Linked DNA regions of Sus scrofa: region 2 is linked to region 1. The links are chromatin contacts, called in public HiChIP or PLAC-seq maps. All regions are on one chromosome and are shown on one strand. The core of a region is the stretch at or near the end of the contact, and the rest is flanking DNA. Distances in the headings are between cores, read along the strand shown. Region 1 has its middle 14 kb from the start of PSMD7. Region 2 overlaps NOB1 (RNA-binding protein NOB1).

Region 1 (4,543 bases), core at 1,578-4,077:
CAGGATGACTTAACAGAGTTCAGGCTGTTCCGCTACACACGTTATAGAGTATGGCATTTACTCCTTACTGGTTTTCTCTTTGATAACCAGCATCTGAAATATTCCTGAACTTAGAGGTTAGTTTTCCTTGGTGAAAAAAAAAAAATTGAAAACTATCAGGAGGGAACAACAGCTCTGGGCCCACTAATCAGTTAAATGTTCTTTCATTGTACTCAGATCATCGATCACTAAGGGACAAATGGAGGTAGTCGTGTGTGTGTGTGTGTGTGTGTCTTTTTTGCCATTTCTAGGGCCGCTCCTGCAGCATATGGAGGTTCCCAGGCTAGGGGTCTAATCAGAGCTGTAGCCGCCGGCCTACACCAGAGCCACAGCAACGCGGGATCCAAGCCACGCGGGATCCAAGCCGCGTCTGCAACCTACACCACAGCTCACGGCAATGCCGGATCCTTAACCCACTGATCAAGGGCAGGGATTGAACCAGCAACCTCATGGTTCCCAGTTGGATTCGTTAACCACTGCGCCACGAAGGGAACTCTGGAGGGAGTCTTTACTGATGGACTACCATATTACTTCTCCAGTGCAAAAGATGAAAAGTAAACCTCTCTAGCAGGAATTAGCAACCTCAGAATCTTACTCCAGTTTTGCAAGACCCTCCAGCTTTGAGAACTTAAGCATACATTATTACCTTCACTTCAAAAAAAAAGACTTAACATAGGTCCTCCTAAAAGAATGAAAGGTCCTGCTCTCTTAGAAGAGTTACGAACAGGTCTTTTCTTCTACCACTTTTCTACAAAAATACCTATGAAGCAGAAGTAAGACTTGAGAATGAATTTGGGCTGTTTGTGGTACTATGATATGATTAGCCAAAACACTTCGTCTGCCCCTGTTACACGAAATAACTGTGGCCCACAAGAGATCTCTACAGCTTCCCTAAACAAATTCTTTCCAAATTATTATGCATAATATAGGCAAGTGCTGATGTGCATATCTATGCCACTCAATTCTTGGCATTATCTATTTTGCCTGGAAGTAACATGGAGTTCATATTTTTCAATAAAACAAAACTACTAATGGCTATTTGCATTAGGGAAATAGTAAATGACTCCAGAAATAGGGAAATGGAAGAAGGAAAAGAAAGGAAGAGGAAACCAGGAGTGTTTCCAAAGCCTAAGTCAAGAGAATGGCTTTCTAAGCATTTCTCTTTGTAACCAATCTGTTCTTCAACACTAGATGGCGCCATTGACTAATCTCATCTTGGCAAGAGAACCATTTGCTTGCCAGTTCAGCAAGGAACTGGGAAACCACCAAAGGTGTTGCCCGCCACTTCTGCTTTGGGCTGCAACCATCTAAGCCAAGATTTTGAAGGAATCTGGAGAGCATATGGGTGCAAAAGGATTGGGTCAGTTTGCCACACCTCCAACCCATGATGTACTCTACTGCACACTACTGCTTGGGCAATCAACATGCAAAGACTCCTCTGCCCTTCAGAAAGCTCTTCATTTGATTTTCCTCACTACTGATACCACTCATGATTTGTTTTACGGACTATGTCCAGTAGTACATGTGTAATAACCAGTTCTCTAAAAAAGAAGGAGGGGTGTTGATTTGCAGTCTTTGCCAATTTCCCTGGTGTAAATACTCCCACGATGGCTGATTTCAAGACAGAGCCGTAAATTAGGAAAAGAGGCACATCAGCACAACATCACATAGTATAACCTAAATATGGCTACTATAGCTAAAAATATCCTCAAGAACACGAGAGTTAAATGTAGTAAAATTATTAATCTATGATACATACTGAGTAGTTATTACCCTTTTCAGATATCATTTATTTCACTGTAAATTTATACATTTTTGCCTGCTGCATTAGAATCTCTGGGAATCTGTGTTTTTAAGAGATCTATGGTCTCTACACATGTGCAAGATAGAGAACTTTTATTCTGATGTAGATGGACCTAACACTGCTTTTGCCTTGTGGTTATAGCTCTTTATGGATCCCATTTAAGCCCTTTCCCAGCTCAAGATACCTTCTTATACACATGTACCTTTTACACTCCTCTGCAGTGATGACCTCTGTCTAGAGGCTACAGCCAGTGTCTGATCCCTGATAACATAATCTGGCTAATCTTTTAACCAAAACAACTAACTAAGATCCTTATTTCATCTCTTATCCCTTCTTTCTCATATTTAATCCTGGCTTTATCCCTACCTCTTACCCCCTGGCAGAGAGACTCCAGCACTGGATACAATATGAAAGGTGTATTGAAAGTTGCTAAGAGTCCATCTTAAATGTTCTCACCACAACTCAGACCGAAATGGTCTCAACAGCAATAACAAAATGGTAACTCTGTGAGGTGATGGGTGTGTTAACTAACCTTACTGTGGTCATCATCTTGCAATACATACACGTATCCGGTCATCACAGGATTTACACCTTAAACTAACACGCTCTGTCCATTACATCTCCATAAAGCTGGGGAAAGGACTTATCCAGGGGCTTCCTGTACCCCGTAGCAGACAGCCGATGCCTCAGAGATGTGCGCGCCTGTTCAAGAGCAGGGATGGAATAAGAGACAAAGGTTAATGCACCAGCTGCTTCTCCCCCACCCCGTGTTTGAACCAACGTGAACCAATCACAAGAGTTGGCAAACACCCATGATTATGAAAAGCAGAAGTTCAAGGAGGAAATTAATTCCTTCCCTGAAGAAAAGAATGTTGCTATACCTCTGGACCAGATGTTCATGAGGGAGCCTAACTGAGGTGGGAGATGTGCCCCTGCAACCAACGCCAGTGGAAATCCTGGAGCTGCAAAGGCCATTCTTCAGCTCATGCACTGCTGTGATGGCACCATCCACCCTACTCCTCGCGCTGTCATTATACAGGGAATGGCACCCAACATTGTCCTTCAGAGACTGGACCCTACCCTTGCCAACTGGGTTTGGCTAGAAGCCCAGATAAGCATGAATGACAACCCAAGGCAGAGTGCCACAGCCACAGGCTGGGCCAGAGCCAAGGCCTCGGAAACCAACAAGCAATGTCACATGAGCTGGGGACAGGGGTGTGGGGGGGACTGAAATTACTCCCACTTCCCAGTACTTTCTTTCCTCCAAGAAAAGGAAGAAGAGGGATACCGGTACCTCTGTGCCTCAATTCCCAGTTAGTGTGATTTCTTTTGAACTACGGATAATCCACATGCCATGGTTCTTTCATTTGTTAAAAATCCTGGCCACATTCAGGACTTAGGACTTTCAAGAAATGCTAATCCAAGGACATTACATCTGACCTAGGACAGTGTATTCGTTATCTATTGCTGAGCAACACATTACCATAAACTTGAACAGCTTAAAACTGCACATCGTTATCTCACAGTTCTGGGGTGCAGGAGCCCAGGTATACAGCTGCGTCTTCTGCTCGGTGACACTCCCAGGTGGCAATCAAGGTGTCAGCTGAGCTGCTGTCATCTCAAGTTTCCAAGGACACGTGGTTGCTGGCAGGATTCTGTTCCTCAAGGGCTGTGGGACCAAGAGCCGCAGCTCCTTGCTGGCTTTTGACACGAAGGAGCCCTCCGTCCCCTGCCATGTGGGCCTCCCAACCACAGCAGCTTGCTTCATCAAAGCACACAAGCCGAGAAGGCAATGGAGGCTCGGCTAACAAGTAGATCAGAATCCTTTATCAATTAACCACAGAGGAGACAGCCCATCACCTTGGCCATATGTATTGGTTAGTTACTAGACCAGCCCCACTCAAGAGGAGGGGATTTCACCACGGGGGTGCGCAGAGGGGGCGCAGGGAGCAGTGCCATGGGGGGAGGAATGACTAAGAAGCCTTCATCCTAGAGATAAAAGCAAGAATTCTCCAGGGTAGGACTTCTCGTTGTGGCTCAGTGGGTTAAGGACCTGACATAATTTCCGTGAGGACGCCAGTTTAATCCCAGGCCTCGCTCAGTGGATTAAGGATCTGGTGTTGCCATGGCTGAGGTGTAGGCCTCAGCTGCAGCTCCAATTTGACCCCTAGCCTAGGAACGTCCATCTGCAGCAGGTGCGGCCATAAAAAGATAAAAAGAAAAAAAAAAAAGAATTCAGCAGGGTCATCCACCATCGACTACAGTGGGTTTTTCATTTTTATTGTCAATGCCTCATGAAAGTCATAGAATAAAGATAATGTTGATAGAAAATGCAGAAATAAAGCATCCTTCTTGTTTAGAAGGACTAGCTATTGGTGCCAGTGGCTTTGGAAATAACAAACCAAACCAAACCAACGCTTAGAGCTAGTGCTCTTCAGAGGTGAGGTGCAAAACTGTGGCTGATTCACAAAAATCAGTTCTGACATGCATTTCGCTTTGTTCCCTCCCAAGTCCCCACTAAAGCCATTGGGAAAGCATTCCCATTTTTGTCCTCGCCATTTGGTCCGATTTGAGAAGCAGCATCTGGAAGGCGGACAAGGGAGGTCGACACCTTTCTGGAAGGAGGAGAGCAGGAGCAGCAGCTGGGCAGCCACAGCCCCAGCCTCAACTTCACGTGGAAAAAGCTTAGCTGATGAGGGT
Region 2 (4,701 bases), core at 1,101-3,600, 180 kb after region 1:
ACAGTGCGGCTTCTTGCTTCTTGAAGTCTCATTTCTCCCATTGTCCTTTGTTACAAAAGGCCCAAGTTCCTCAAATTAACATTCATTCTTAGAAACTCTTGGAAACGTTCTTGTGAGATTAGCCCCATTGACCAGACAGTTTCTTTTATCGAATGATTCTCCCTGCACTGTTGACAGGCTTAGTTCACGTGCAGAGACTTCAGGTAAAGGGCTCGGCTGCTCTAGCAGTTTCTCGCAGCCCTCGTCTCCTGACCACAGGGACTGAGGGAGAATTCCTCAAGCACAGACACCAGGGCACCTGCGTGGTCCCTGACAGCAGCAGCATGTCCCGCCAGGGTCCACCCCGGGGCTTAAGGGGGTCGGAGAGAGCCAAGGCCTGGGGTCGGCCTCAGCACGCACACCATTCACCCTCAGCGGCTCTGCCGGAGTTTCCTGTGTCACTCGTTAATGCTTGGCACCTCCAGAGCCACCGCCAGCTTAATGCCCAGGCTGACGGTGGGGACAGGGTATTGAGTCATAGTTGTAATGATGTCACAGTTTGCCTCTTGAGAAGGTGTGGTGGTTCCAAGAGCGCTGATTCTAGAGCTAGATTCCAGGGGCATACCCGCCACTTACTAGCTCTGTGACCTTGAGCAAGCTACCTGACCTTACCTGACCTTTTTCCCGTCTAAAAGGGGGGCCGAGCAACTGCATAGCATTGTTACACTTGTAGAGAGGTCGTGATTATTGCAACACCATTCTGTTCCGTTTCCCTCTTTACTGACTTGATGCTTGTGTCCTTTGCGGTTGAGCAGCGGCCTTGGCCTGGGTCTGCGGAGGGTGGGGTGCCATCCAGCCCGGCCCCAGTTCCCCGTCTCCTCCGAGCCCCGTGCCCCGCCCTGGGCTCCGGGCCCACGCTTTGCCGGTGGCTCCAGGGCAACACGTCTCCTTTGTGTCTCTAGGACCACGTCCGACATGAGCCGAGTGTTCTGTTCACACTGTGGAAACAAGACCCTGAAGAAGGTGTCTGTGACCGTCAGCGACGACGGAACCCTGCACATGCACTTCTCCCGCAACCCCAAGGTGCTGAATCCGCGGGGCCTCCGGGTGAGTAGCCCGCCCCCACCCGCAGGGCCGCGGGGGCTCTAGAGGCCGGTGTCAGAAGCCCGCGATCCCGATGCCAACACGGCCGGCCAGATCAGAGGGTTCTGAGGGGGTTGCAGTCTGAGGAGACATAACCAGTAAGCGCAGGAGTAAACACCACGGGCCCAGGAAGCCCCAGGGTCACAAAGAGGGAGACGGTTTGCACGATGGTAGAGGTTGGATTTGTGCAGGAGTTCGAGAATGAGCAGAACTTCCAGAAGCTTCAGAGGGCAGGTAATAGTAAGTGCTCAGCAGCACAGGCAGTGCCGGGTGCTTCAGGGCGGCCAGGAGTTGGTTGGAGGAATCGGGAGAGAGGGCTTGAGAGACAGGCGGCTCTGACGGCCGCTGACCTGGCGCCGGGCCCTCCAGCTGCGGCAGATGCCATTAATAGGCGAGAAGAGTGTCTAACTTTTCTATCTGAAAATAATTGTAGATTTATAGAAAAGTTGCCCAAAACAGTACAGATAATTCCCATTTTCATTTCACTTAGATTTCCCAATTTAATCTTTGACTGCATTTTCCCCCGTAACCATGTGAGAGGGAATTGTACGTGATGCCCTTGGCCCCATGAGTGTTTGTTTCTGGAAACGAGGACTGTCTCACCCGTGATGTAACAACCAGGAGGTTCGCCTTACTACACACAGTGCTGCCAGCTAGTCTCCCGACCGAGTTCCAACTTTGCCGCAAATTCCCTGTTGACAGCAAAAGAACAGGGTTTGGGGGTCCAGGATCCAGTCGAGGCTCACACATTGCATTTGTCACATCACTTTCATCTCTTTTAAACCAAAGTAGTTTCTCAAGCCTGTTGTCGCTCGTGTTTTTGAAGAGTACAAGGCAGTTTGTAGCAGATCCCTTACCTTGAGTTTGTCTGGTGTTTCCTTGTGGTTGGAGCCAGGCTGTGTATGTTTTGGCAGGGGCACCCAGAACTGATGCTGTCTTGCCATTCACCGTCCTGTTGGGGGTGAATGGTGACTCATTGCTCCGTTTACTAGCGATAATAACTTTGATCACTTAGTTAAGGTGAATTCTTATATAACCACAATATATAATTACCACCCCAAGATTACCAAATTTCCTGTTAGGTTATTTGTAATTAGTAGCTGAAGATACTTTGATACTGTATGAATACTGTTTCTCATCAGACCAGTTAAAGTTTATATACTACTTGGTATTCTGTTGTAAAGAGGAACTTAGCCATAAATTTATTTATGAGTGTGGTCTGTAGCTTGTGATTCATTGTTGTCATTAGTCATTACTGACTTTTGATGCTCAGACAGTTCATGGGGCCTCTGACTGTATTAAACAGTAAATTTTAACTTCACTTTCAGCCCAACACCGCATAGTTCATTCTAGCTTCCTTTTTGTATCCATTACACCCTTAGTAACACCATTTTCCTTAATTGTTTATTTGTTCAACCAGAGACTATAATATATAGAGAGAGAATTGCTAGCCTCTACTGTTGTGAAAATGGTACCTGCTTACCAGAGTTCTGTGTTTTTGTGTTATTCTGTCTGTCTTGAGCTGAGGGTGTGTAGTCAAAAGACCACATTGCGTTCTCATCCTTTTTTTTTTTTTTTTGGTCTTTTCTAGGGTCACACCCGAGGCGTATAGAGGTTCCCAGGCTAGGGGTTTAATTGGAGCTGTAGCCGCCAGCCTATACCACAGCCACAGCGACTCGGGATCTGAGCCGAGTGTGCGACCTACACCACAGCTCACGGCACCACCAGATCCTTAACCCACTGAGCAAGGCCAGGGATCGAACCCGAAACCTCATGGTTCCCAGTCATATTCATTAACCACTGAGCCACAAAGGAACTCCGAGTTCTCATCCTTGAGGCGGGATGGGGCACGGCTCATGTGGGAGGCTCAGTGCTCTGTGGGCAGTGATGATAAACTCCGTTGCTGTCGTCGCAGGCAGAGCCTGCGTCGAGTTGTCAGGTGAGCTGTATGTTTACAGGATCTGATGCGTATGACTTTGGAGCCCGTCCTTCTAATGGTCTTCCGTCGTCTTATTTGCAGTACTCACTCCCCGCTCCCAAAGGGGGCAAGTACGCCATCAACCCCCACCTGACCGAGGACCAGCGCTTCCCTCAACTGCGGCTCTCCCGCAAGGCCAGGCAGAAAACCGACGTGTTTGCCCCCGACTACGTAGCTGGGGTGTCTCCTTTTGCAGAGAACGACATCTCCAGCCGGTCGGCTACCCTGCAGGTCCGAGACAGCACCCTGGGAGCCGGGAGGAGACGGTTAAATCCCAATGCTTCCAGAAAGAAGTTTGTGAAGAAAAGGTGAAGGGGGGCTCACAGGCAAGCTGGACTGCTGCCGTGGCTGCCGGGGAGTCCCATGTGTCGCCCCCAGCTGTGCCGGACCGAGGGAGTGGGCCTGGCTTCCCAGTGCTGCCCCAGGACTTGCCGTGGTGCCTCGGGTTGGGTTGGTGGTGGGACTCAGCCATGCCCTGGCCCCCGTGCATCCAGAGAGAGAGTTGAATGAAAGCAGAAGAAACAGTGCCTGAAGCAGATCTTCAACCTTTAAAGAAGAGAACTTCCAAGTGGTGATATTTTTCTAATAAATGTGTTTGCAAGCTTCTGTGCATTTTCTTTTTTTGCCTCTTAGGTGATATGAAGCAAACACTTGCGTGTGCCCAAGAATCAAGCGTTGAGGTTTATATTTTTTGTAAGAAGATACACTATGTTTATTATAATAAAACTAAGAGCTAGCATTTTAACTTATTTTGAAACATTTTGATCATCCAGGAAAATTCGGCATTGAACTACCTAGAATCTCTCATTGTTTACCTTTCTCTCCAGTTGTGAGTATTCCTCCTCTTTTGTAGTTTCTCTTTCTGCGGGTCTGCTCAGGAAAGGATGTTCGTTTAACATAGCCACAGTACTGTGACGTGGATACATCACTATTATCTAACATACAATTCAAAATTTACTGGAGTCTTGTGGCTCAGTGGTGAAGAACCCACCTAGTATCCATGAGGATGCGGGCTCAATCCCCTGCCCTGCTCAGTGAATTAAATGATGCTGTGAGCTGTGGTGTAGGTGGAGACCCAGCTTGCATCCTGCACTGCTGTGGCTGTAGTGTAGGCCGGCAACTGTAGCTCCAATTTGACCCCTAGCCTGGGAACTCCAGTATCCCGAGGGTGAGGCTGTGAAAAGGAAAAGGGAGGAAAACAAAGATCAAAGATCTAATCGTTCAACGGCCAGAACTAATCTTGGGGCCCCGCCCAACCCCAAGGGAACAAATAACAATCCTAACCCATCTGGAGGGCGGGGTGCTAGAGGCTGGGCTTGCAGCACTAGCTACAACCACACCTGCAGAGATGTGTACCTGCAGGAACATGTTCGCAGGGGTTGTCGATGCAGGCACAGTAGACTGTTCAGTCCAGCTTTTCAGTCCTTAGGTTTTTCAAGCTTAGGAATTAGAGACGGTTTCCTTTCACCCACTGATAGCTTTATCGTGCAGCGGGTATGACCCGGCAGGACCCTGTGAGGCAGAGTGGACCCCACTCACGTCCTCCACCTGCCTTTTTATCTATAGAAAAACTTAAGTCTAAGAACCAATTTAATGAGGGA

What was found. HiChIP or PLAC-seq counts read pairs in DNA pulled down with a chosen protein or histone mark.
Region 2: a contact with region 1 is called in an H3K27ac HiChIP or PLAC-seq map of alveolar macrophages. The contact joins two enhancer-like sites. A contact is called at or near these places in 5 of 47 Hi-C or Micro-C datasets (brain, liver and skeletal muscle) and 1 of 2 datasets of contacts at active chromatin or transcription factors (alveolar macrophages).

What each region holds. Positions count from the first base shown.
Region 1 is chr6:17,059,269-17,063,811 of Sscrofa11.1, forward strand. No RefSeq gene overlaps it. Among named protein-coding and RNA genes, the nearest start is that of PSMD7, 14 kb to the left of the region's middle. Within about 2 kb of position 2,828, at least 15 of the 83 cell types and tissues checked have an H3K27ac peak or open chromatin away from gene starts, as enhancers often do. A contact at or near this core is called in alveolar macrophages and liver, where this site is marked.
Region 2 is chr6:17,241,746-17,246,446 of Sscrofa11.1, forward strand. NOB1 (RNA-binding protein NOB1) reads left to right here. Exons shown (of 9, transcript XM_003126901.3): 8 at 942-1,086; 9 at 3,143-3,706. The coding sequence ends at 3,412. Among named protein-coding and RNA genes, the nearest start is that of NOB1, 10 kb to the left of the region's middle. Within about 2 kb of position 2,351, at least 9 of the 83 cell types and tissues checked have an H3K27ac peak or open chromatin away from gene starts, as enhancers often do. A contact at or near this core is called in alveolar macrophages and liver, where this site is marked.